3 separate regions of the Sus scrofa genome follow, and all the other regions are linked to region 2. Evidence: chromatin contacts called from public Hi-C and promoter capture Hi-C data. All regions are on one chromosome and are shown on one strand. The core of a region is the stretch at or near the end of the contact, and the rest is flanking DNA. Distances in the headings are between cores, read along the strand shown. Region 1 holds the start of HAUS6 (HAUS augmin-like complex subunit 6). Region 2 holds the start of RPS6 (40S ribosomal protein S6). Region 3 holds the start of RRAGA (ras-related GTP-binding protein A).

The links. Promoter capture Hi-C pulls out the DNA fragments that hold promoters and counts their contacts. A called contact is a pair of places that touch in the nucleus more often than the background predicts.
Region 1: a Hi-C map of liver shows a contact between it and region 2, with 9 times the contacts expected there. The contact joins the promoter of HAUS6 here to the promoter of RPS6 in region 2. A contact is called at or near these places in 3 of 5 promoter capture datasets (fetal liver, fetal skeletal muscle and liver), 7 of 47 Hi-C or Micro-C datasets (embryonic fibroblasts, heart right ventricle, liver and 2 more) and 1 of 2 datasets of contacts at active chromatin or transcription factors (alveolar macrophages).
Region 3: a promoter capture Hi-C map of fetal liver shows a contact between it and region 2, with 4 times the contacts expected there. The contact joins the promoter of RRAGA here to the promoter of RPS6 in region 2. A contact is called at or near these places in 2 of 5 promoter capture datasets (fetal liver and liver), 6 of 47 Hi-C or Micro-C datasets (alveolar macrophages, embryonic fibroblasts, epiblast stem cells and 2 more) and 1 of 2 datasets of contacts at active chromatin or transcription factors (alveolar macrophages).

What each region holds. Positions count from the first base shown.
Region 1 is chr1:203,718,278-203,721,536 of Sscrofa11.1, reverse strand. HAUS6 (HAUS augmin-like complex subunit 6) reads right to left here and starts at 1,284. Exons shown (of 17, transcript XM_013993527.2): 1 at 1,187-1,284. The coding sequence starts at 1,281.
Region 2 is chr1:203,442,651-203,446,062 of Sscrofa11.1, reverse strand. It overlaps RPS6 (40S ribosomal protein S6), which reads right to left and starts at 1,703. Exons shown (of 6, transcript XM_003121890.4): 1 at 1,569-1,703; 2 at 917-1,048; 3 at 204-414; 4 at 1-22. The coding sequence starts at 1,574.
Region 3 is chr1:203,773,251-203,776,595 of Sscrofa11.1, reverse strand. It overlaps RRAGA (ras-related GTP-binding protein A), which reads left to right and starts at 2,016. Exons shown (of 1, transcript XM_005660087.3): 1 at 2,016-3,345. The coding sequence starts at 2,463.

The DNA.
Region 1 (3,259 bases), core at 35-2,534, 280 kb before region 2:
TAATTTTTGTAATTCACGTACACATACTTACAGCCAATTAAGAAAAACATACATGGAGTTCCCCTCATGGCTCAGAGGAAACAAATCTGACTAGCATTCATGAGGACACAGGTTCTATCCCTGGCCTCACTCAGTGGGTTAAGGATCTGGCGTTGCCATGAACTGTAGTGTAGGTTGCAAAAGTGGCTGGTTCCATGTATCTCAAATTTCCCCTGGCCTACAGTGAGAAAGATAATAGATACTGCCTAAAGTTGGCAAGTTAACACACAAAGATATAAACAAAGTATTCAGTATTAGAAATAACAACTGTAATATTTGTGGCAAAGTAGGAAATGGATTTACTCTTCATCTTAACACCATTCTCTCTACCAGTTTTTTGCTAACTGTGGCAAGTTCATGCAATTTGCTAATTCAAGAAGTAGAAATATAAAGAGTAACCACTTTACAAGGTTCCCTAGAGTCCTAAAGGCGTTTGCACACGTCCTTCCATTACCAAGCCGCCACCTCTACCTCGACATCACGGACTACTCAGCTTGCTTCCAAAGCAGAAATAAGCCGCCCCTCCAGTTTTTACCCCACTTGCTGACTCTACTCCCCTACAAAGCGCTCCCAGCAAGGTCCAATAATTGATAGTTTCCATCGCCAGGCTAGCAGCCACTGAGAGCAGGAACTAGAAGACAGTGTCGGGCCACAGCAACCGCTCCAATACTTAATTCAACACCTGGGAAGTCCGCAAGAGAGTGGGTTGCCCCGGCGCGACTGGGTTCGGATTTTCCCGCCCCACCGCCCGGGCCTCCTTACACTCCGAGGTGCGTGTGAGACACGATCTTTCCGCAGGCTATGGTCGCCGGGCCCGGGTCGAAGCCGAGTGCCCGCAGATACATCCAGAGATGCTCCTTCTCGAAAGAAGTGATGCAGGCAGAGCTCATCTTAGCAGCAGGCAGGGACCCGCCAAAGGAAAAAAGCTCAGGCTCCAACGACTAAGAGGTTCCTCAGACTCCCTCCCTACCGGCAGCCTGAGGTGGCAGCAGCACCTCCATTACCACCGCCTTCTCCTCTCTCGCCCGAAGCCATTTCGTCTTAAATAGCCTCAAATGCCTCGAATGGCCTGAAATTGTAACGTCTCAGGGATATAAAGCCTCTAAGGATAGTATGGGACAGCGGTCAAAAGGAAACCACCACAAACCGAGCTTCCCGCGCTGCCCGGAAAGCGGTTGGCGCCGACACCGCCCGGTTTTCAGAGGAGGAGGGACTTCCGCGGAGAATTGTCTCTCCCGCCATGCAATGCGCCCTCTCTCCGCCCCTTCTGGTCCTAACCAACCAAGATCTTACTAGACCCTCAACGCACTGCCGGGGTTGTGCATTTTGCGGACTCTTTCCGGTTTCGCGCTTTCTGATTCTATTTTTCTGATCTCTGTGGTTCCTTTTGCTCGTGTAGGCTTATTACGTCAGGCAAAAAACGTAGACTGTTGTTCACTATTGTAGAAAAAGCATGTGAGGGTACATGTCTAAGTCTGAGCAATTCGCCTAACTTCTGATCCTCGGGTCTATTAGTAAAAATCTTCTATGCCCTCAAGTGCTGAATGTTCCCTTCACCCCTGGTGGCATGTACGGGGGAAACCTCACTGACCGAATTCTCTTACTTCAACTTTTGGCAAGACCCTCATTGTCGCCAGCCAAAGAAAGCACAAGCTGTTTAAGTCTCTCAAGGGACATTCTCGGGAAAACAGTGACAGAATCTGAGGGACAGAAATTCCAGCGTCGGATCTGTCACTATCTAGGTCGGAATTTGACCTGGGGCAGGGGGGACTCACTTTCCTCTTGGCACTGATTCATTTTCTTTTTCTTTCTTTCTTTTTTTTTTTTTTCTGTACAATCAACACTCAGTTTTTCTTTTTTTATTACTCAATGAATTTATTACATTTGTAGTTTTGCAATGATCATCACAATCCAATTTTATAGGCTTTCCATCCCACAATCCCAGCACATCCCCCCACCCCCCAAACTGTCTCCTTTGGAGACCATAAGTTTTTCAGAGTCTGTGAGTCAGTATCTCTTCTGCAAAGAAGTTCATTGTGTCCTTATTTCAGATTCCACATGTCAGTGAAAGCATTGGATGTTGGTGTCTCATTGTATGGCTGACTTCACTTAGCATGATAATTTCTAGGTCCATCCATGTTGCTAAAAATGCCAGTGTTTCCTTCCTTTTAATGGCTGAGTGATATTCCATTGTGTATATGTACCACATCTTCTTGATCCACTCCTCTGTTGATGGAGATTTAGGTTGTTTCCATGTCTTGGCTATTGAAAATAGTGCTACAATGAGCATCAGAGTACATGTGTCTTTGCGAGTCATGGTTTTCTCTGGATAGATGCCCAGGAGTGGGATTGCTGGATCAAGTCACTGATTCATTTCTGAGACTCCTGGACATCCGACTCCAGAATGAATCTCTCTAGGTCGACTCCAGAACGAATCTCTCTAGGTCCCACAGGGGGATGCCCTTTGGGAATTTGGGGATTCCCAGAATAGCCCCTGCCCTCAAAAGTCTCTCTCCTATCTTCCTTCTAGTTGTCCTTATGGACAACTGTCAGTCTGCATAGGCAAAACACTCTCCCTTGGGATGACTCCTCAAACATGGGAAAGATCTTAGATTAGACAACCTCAAACCTTTAAATGAACGATCTTTTTCTGCAATACTGCTAACCCCAGTATAATTTGGCCACCAGGAGGTCTGGCCCAAGGACAGCCCTCTCAACTATGCTATTCTCCAACTTGGCCTCTACTGTCACCCTCTCAGCAAATGGTTTAAATTCCTTGTGTCCAGGCTTTCCTTCAACTTTCTCAGTACTCTAACCTGCAGTGCTCTTGCCACATGCTCCTATTAACCCCTACTTCTCTGTCTCCTCCTTTGGACCCTGAAGATCTCCCACTGTCCCTCTCCTTGTGTTCCTCTCCAGGTTCATCCCCCCTCCCCCTCTCAGACCCCGGACACCCTCTCCCTCTCTGCCTCCAGCCTATCCTCCACCGGCCCCTTGTTCTCCTTCTCCCAGTCATACTCAGTCTGGATGTGCTCCTCAGCCCCCTTCTGAGCCAGCCACCCAGTTTCTCTTGCAAGAGGAGGCTGACCCCTAAGGAATCATATTTGTTCTTGTCCTTTTTCTATGCCTTATTTTTCCCAAGTAGAACTCAAGTTAGGCAATTTCTCAGAAGACTCCACCAAATTTACTAAGGAATTTGATTACCTTACTTTAACCTATG
Region 2 (3,412 bases), core at 454-2,953:
AGTCCAGGAATATCCTTCTCCCCTTAACGAGAAAAGTGATGAAAGTTTAGTTCAACAACTCCTTTACAAACAAGTAACCGAGATTGTTCAGGCATTGCTAAAAGAAGCCCACTGGTCAAACTGTGGATACTACAAATGAAAAAAAATCGGACAATCAGCTTTAAATTAGTGTCAATGAAAATTATCTCAAGAACAAGTCTCACCTTTTTTTACGATGACCAAATTGAGAACACTTAGATTGGCATCCACAATGCAACCCCGAACTGATTTGCGCTTTCTTTCTCCAGTCCTCCTTGGTCTGTAACAGGAATGCCCCTTACTCAGTAGCAGGCGGACTCGGCCATGGGTCAAGACACCCTGCTTCATGGGGAATCCTTGTTTGTCGTTCCCACCACTGATTCGGACCACATAACCCTGCAAAAGAATACAGCAACACATTACAGGACAAAGGATTGTGGCTTCTTTGAAGTACACCTTCAATTTTACAAGTACAGTTCATTAACACCAATTTCAAACTTAATCTTTTGCTCTGGTCACTAAATTTTGGCTATACTTCCAATTTGCCAAGTTCAGTTAACAAATTCCTTTCAATCAGGTCGTATTTTTAACCTGTGCTTTACCAGAACAGCTCCTGGGGACAAAAGATGTTAAAAAAAACAAAGTACCAAAGAGCAATAAATCAGGAAACAACCCTTCTTGGCACTTTCGAGGATACCCTTTGGAGAACATTAGTTCGTAGAGCAAGAACTGTATTTTTTAATTTGACCTACGTAACCCCTCCAAATGACAGCTCCACCTTGTAAAAGTGACATTTGGAACCATCTCAAGATCAGAAGACAGAACCCTACTGCGTTTACCAATTACCATTCTTTCTCTTAAATAGCTCTAACAATTCAATTCAGCAGTTAACTTTTACCTTCCATTCTTCACCCAGAGCGTCAGCAGCAACTTCTGTGGCCATGCGTTTCTCATAAAATGTACGAAGTTTTCGCTCATCGTCCACTTCAATGAGTTTTTGGCAGCCAGTGGCCGGGAAAGAGATGTTCAACTAATTATGAACGAGAGGAAAGGAACTTCATGAAAATCGCAGAACCGATACAAAAAGCATTTCATGTCACCCCTACAAAAACTGCAGAAAGGTTTCTCACCAATTTTACTCACTAAAGCACGTGTGTGCATAATCACCGTAACACCGTACTAAAAACAGGACACATTTTTTAGGCCTAGCGAAAAGAAGCCCGGGGGAAAGCGGCTCCGCAGCCGTTCGCTCTCTCAGAGCAAGGAGGCCGACCTACACGCCGCCAATAGGGCAGCAGCGCCGTCTCTATCCTGGCTTGGCGGCAGGACGCCACCATGGCGCTCCTCGAGCCCGGCACAGCTCCAGCTGCAATCGCTCGCCATCCGCTCTCCCAAAGAGCTCCAGCACCAGAAAAGCGATCCTTCTCCTTCCTCAGACCCTTCTCTATCTAGACCCAGAATTTTGAAGAGCTAAGACTCCGGCAACGTTGTGTCCGGGAGTTCGACCCACGTTCTTCAAGCCTGGCCCAACACTCTTCAGCAGTTTCTACCTTCATCCTCAAGCGGCCGACCGCCTCCGAGGCGCCACGAAAAAGAGATCCAACTTCCGCTTAGCCCAGGTCACATAGGCGCTTCCAGTTCTCGCGAGATGGTCGAACGCTTGGGATAGCGGAAGTGAGCGTGAGTGGGCGGTACTTCTGGGTGGGGGCTAAAGAGCGATTGGAAGATAAACTCCGCGGGCCGCTCTAGTGAGGCTTCCGGGTTTAGTTCTGAAGGTTAGAATCTCCATCACCTCTACTTTGCAGTGTTCTCCTCCCGTGGAGGGGAGACCTGCTCCGTCCCAGGCACTGCTTCTGATGATACCAAAGGAGAGCAGGATCTGGGCTCTCCTGGACCTCAGCCTCCTTCGGAAGATTTCCTCTTTAGGAGTGTTCCCTGCCCTGGTGCCGGCTGTTTAGAACAAGACGCTTTGAACGCTGCCATTTGTATTTTCCTTAAGCACTCGATCATCCGCTAATCCTCTAACCGCTCTGCAGTTATCGTTCTAGCACAGCAGATGCACTCTGCCACCCCGTCGCGCAAGCGGGTAACCTTAATTACCAAGTCCTGGTGCCTCTACATAAAGCATGAAGTCTCCCTGCTGTCTTGCTTCTGCGATCCTTTTAAAACGCAAAATTCTTTCACTCCCTTGCTAGCAATGCACCGTTTTCCGCTGCAGTGCTTTTCAAATTTCTTAACCTGACTTCACAGAAAATTTCCGCAGTCCCAAACTCACCTGTCGCTATTCCTTAATGCCCTACCAGTCTTTAAGATTAGATGTCTTTCCTAAGAGAAGCCTTTCCTAATCTCAAAACCAGAAATTGTATTCTCTAGTATAGCACTAGTTCCCTTTACAGTACTGTGTACTCATGATATATAAATGGTTTGCTTATGGTCTCTTTCGCCTCCTAGATGGTAAATTAGCCCAGGCTCATGACTTACCTTCACTGTGGTATACTCAGGAGGCGCCAAAGTGCATGGCATATAATAAGTAAGGCTCAGTAAATATGTGTTAAATGATCATAACCCTAGCTGTGATATGCATTAGTCTAGCAGAGTGTGATAGTATGGAGCCGACCAGCAGAGGGAGAATAAGTGTATTAGAGTAAATCTTGAATCAGTAATGATACAACTCTTAATAGAAGACAGATGTGGGAAAGACACAGTGCATTTGATAGTCCTCCAGAACATTCCTGGGAGAATGAGAACCCAGATCTAACGTCTATCTAACAGTACCCTGAAGGAACATTTATTATCTATTACATATTTACTTCATATTTTTCTTTTTTTTTTTTTTTTTTTTTGGTCTTTTTGCCATTTCTTGGGCCGCTCCCGCGGCATATGGAAGTTCCCAGGCTAGGGGTCTAATCGGAGCTGAAGCCGCTGGCCTACACCAGGGCCACAGCAATGCTGGATCCGAGCCGCGTCTGCGACCTACACCACAGCTCATGGCAGCGCCAGATCGTTAACCCACTGAGCAAGGGCAGGGATCGAACCCGCAACCTCATGGTTCCTAGTCGGATTCGTTAACCACTGTTGTTTTTTTTTTTTGGGGGGGGGGTCTTTTTGCCATTTCTTGGGCCACTCCCGCGGCATATGGAATTTCCCAGGCTAGGGGTATATTTTTCTTAAAAGACCTCTTGCATTCAAAATAAAAATATTTTCTTTCCAAGATTACATCCCATCTCTCAGATTTTATCAACTCATCTGTCAATGAACATTTGGGTTTTTCCTACCTCTCGGCTTTTGTGAATACTGCTGGTATTAACGTTAAGTGTGCATATATCTCTTCGAGACCTTGCTTTCAGTTATTTTGAATATATACCCAGAAGTTGGATTGCTGGATCATATGGTA
Region 3 (3,345 bases), core at 767-3,266, 330 kb before region 2:
TGCACTGTCGATGGGAATGTAAGCTGGTACAGCCACTATGGAGAACAGTATGGAGGTACCTTAGAAAACTATACATAGAACTATCATATGACTCAGCAACCCCACTCTTGGACATATACTCGGACAAAACTTCCCTTGAAAAAGACACTTGCACCCACATGTTCATTGCAGCACTATTCACAATAGCCAAGGCATGGAAACAACCTAAATGTCCATTGACAGAGGATTGGATTAAGAAGATGTGGTATATATACACAATGGAGTACTATTCAGACATTAAAAAAAAAGAAAAAAATAATGCTATTTGCAGCAACATGGATGGAACTAGAGACTCATACTGAGTGAAGTAAGTCAGAAAAAGAAAGACAAATACCATATGATATCACTTATATCTGGAATCTAATATATGGCACAAATGAATCTTTCCACAGAAAAGAAAACCATGGACAAGAAGAACAAACTTCTGGTTGCCAAGAGGGAGGGGGAGGGAGTGGGATGGACTGGGAATTTGGGTTTAATAGATGCAAACTACTGCCTTTGGAATGGATAAGCAATGGGATCCCGCTGTATAGCACTGGGAACTGTGTCTGGTCACTTGTAATGGAGCATGGTAATGTAAGAAAAAAGAATGTATACATGTATGTGTGACTGGGTCACCTTGCTATGCAGGAGAAAATTGACAGAACACTGTAAACCAGCTATAGTGGAAAAAAATAAAACTCTATAATGAGTTTTTATAATAAAAGATAAACATAAAATCAAAACTTTAACTTAAAAAAAGAAATGGTGGGCGTTCCATCATGTCTCAGCAGTAACAAACCCGACTAATATCCATGGGGATTCAGGTATGATCCCTGGCCTCACTCAGTGGGTTAAGGACCTGGTGTTGCTGTGAGCTGTGGTGTAGGTCGCAGATGTGGCTTGGATCTGGAGTTGCTGTGGTTGTGGTGCAGGCCGGCGGCTAGAGATTCCACCCCTGGCCTGAGAACTTCTCTATGTCCAGGGGTGCTGTCCTAGAGAGACAAAAAAAAAAAAGAACAAAATATTATTCACTTCAGAAAGGAGATCCTACTACTGGCAACAAAAAGGATAAAACCGGAAGTCATCAGACTGAGTGAAATAAGTCAGACATAAAAAGAAAAAACCTTACATTATATCATTTACATGTAGAATCTTAAAAAGTCAAAATTCATAGTAGCAGAGAGAAGGATGGTTGTTCCTAGGAAGAAGCAGAGGTAATGGGAAGGCATTGGTCAAAGGGTACAAAGTTGCAGTTATGTAGGATAAGTTTAGAGATCAAACCTACAGCACGATGACTATAGTCAAAACTACTGAATACTGGAGGTTTACTAAGGGAATAGATTTCAGGTGCTTTCACCATATACACGGACAAAAAACGTAACTATACAAGATATGCTAGCTTGACCTTAATCATTTTATTGTGTGTATCAAATTATGTTGTTCACCTTCAATATATACAATTTGTATTTTAAAAAATAAACTGCATTTCAGCATTTAATAGACCTGTATTAACCCCTATAAGCTTCGACTGACTTATTTGAAAATAGGATTATTTATTCACAGGGTTATTGTGAAAATTAAGTAATGTACGGGTTCCATATTATAGTTTCCTCGAGCTGAAATTCTGATCTAAATTCCAAAGTCTGAGATTACCGGGAAAGCAGGTGTAAGAAAGGAACTTGCTTCCAAATGGAAAAAGCACTAGCTGGGAGTCAGGATATCTCCCAGTAGGGATTTACGACCATTCAGCTGTGTAGCACTGAGCAATCACTTACTTTTGCACATCTCTATAGTTTTCATAAGTCCTGCCCCATTCAGTAAACCAGGGAATCTGGGGAGGTCTAACTGGGCTGACAAATTAAATCTTCCTTTGCTTCACCCGTCTGCGGCCCGCGCCTAAAACCACCTCAAACCACAGCGCGGTCTTAAGGAAGGTAGCGGTGTGTTGGGGGTTTCAGCCACGAGATGGCAGCATTGGTCCAACCGCCCACATACGTACACCTTGCAATCGTAACCTCAGTTTATTAGGAGAACAGAACGCCAGAGTCCTGGGTTCTCCCCCCATTTTCTCTTTCGGATGGGCCCTGCAGAGTGTCAGTAAAAGAGCAGTTTATCGAAGCTCGTTGGGCAGCGACGGCCGAGAGCGCGGGTTCTCGCGAGATCGCCCCCGGAAGTGGGTGGCAGCGGAGACGCAGAGACTCTCTCCGGAAGGCCAGCGTTTTTCCGGAGCTGCTGCAGCTGTCCGCCCCCCACCGGCGCTCTCCTCTGAGCAAGAACTCACTCGTGGCGGCCTTTCCAGCCCCGAGCTCGCACCTTCGGCTTCCCCGACTGCACAGCGGCGGGCCCAGTCAGCGAGCCCCCGCGACTCCGGCCCCTTCCCTCCCTCCGCGCTGCAGTTAGGCCGCGCCCTGAGGCCCAGTCCGCGGCAGCTCCGGCGGGTGATGCCAAATACAGCCATGAAGAAAAAGGTGCTGTTGATGGGGAAGAGCGGGTCGGGGAAGACCAGCATGAGGTCGATTATCTTTGCAAATTATATCGCTCGCGACACCCGGCGCCTCGGTGCCACCATTGATGTGGAGCACTCCCACGTACGATTTCTGGGCAACCTGGTGCTGAACCTGTGGGACTGTGGCGGTCAGGACACCTTCATGGAAAATTATTTCACCAGCCAGCGAGACAACATTTTCCGTAATGTCGAGGTCCTGATTTACGTGTTCGACGTGGAGAGCCGCGAACTGGAAAAGGACATGCATTATTACCAGTCCTGTCTGGAGGCCATCCTCCAGAACTCTCCTGATGCTAAAATCTTCTGCCTGGTGCACAAAATGGATCTGGTTCAGGAAGATCAGCGTGACCTGATTTTTAAAGAGCGAGAGGAAGACCTGAGGCGTTTGTCTCGCCCTCTCGAGTGCGCCTGTTTCCGAACATCCATCTGGGATGAAACGCTCTACAAAGCCTGGTCTAGCATCGTCTATCAGCTGATTCCCAATGTTCAGCAGCTGGAGATGAACCTCAGGAATTTTGCCCAAATTATTGAGGCCGATGAAGTTCTGCTGTTCGAGAGAGCAACCTTCTTGGTCATTTCCCATTACCAGTGCAAAGAGCAGCGCGATGTCCATCGGTTCGAGAAGATCAGCAATATTATTAAGCAGTTCAAGCTGAGCTGCAGTAAATTGGCCGCTTCCTTCCAGAGCATGGAGGTTAGGAATTCTAACTTCGCTGCTTTCATCGACATCTTCACATCAAACACCTACGTGATGGTGGTTATGTCTGATCCCTCGATCCCTTCTGCAGCTACACTGATCAACATTCGCAATGCCAGGA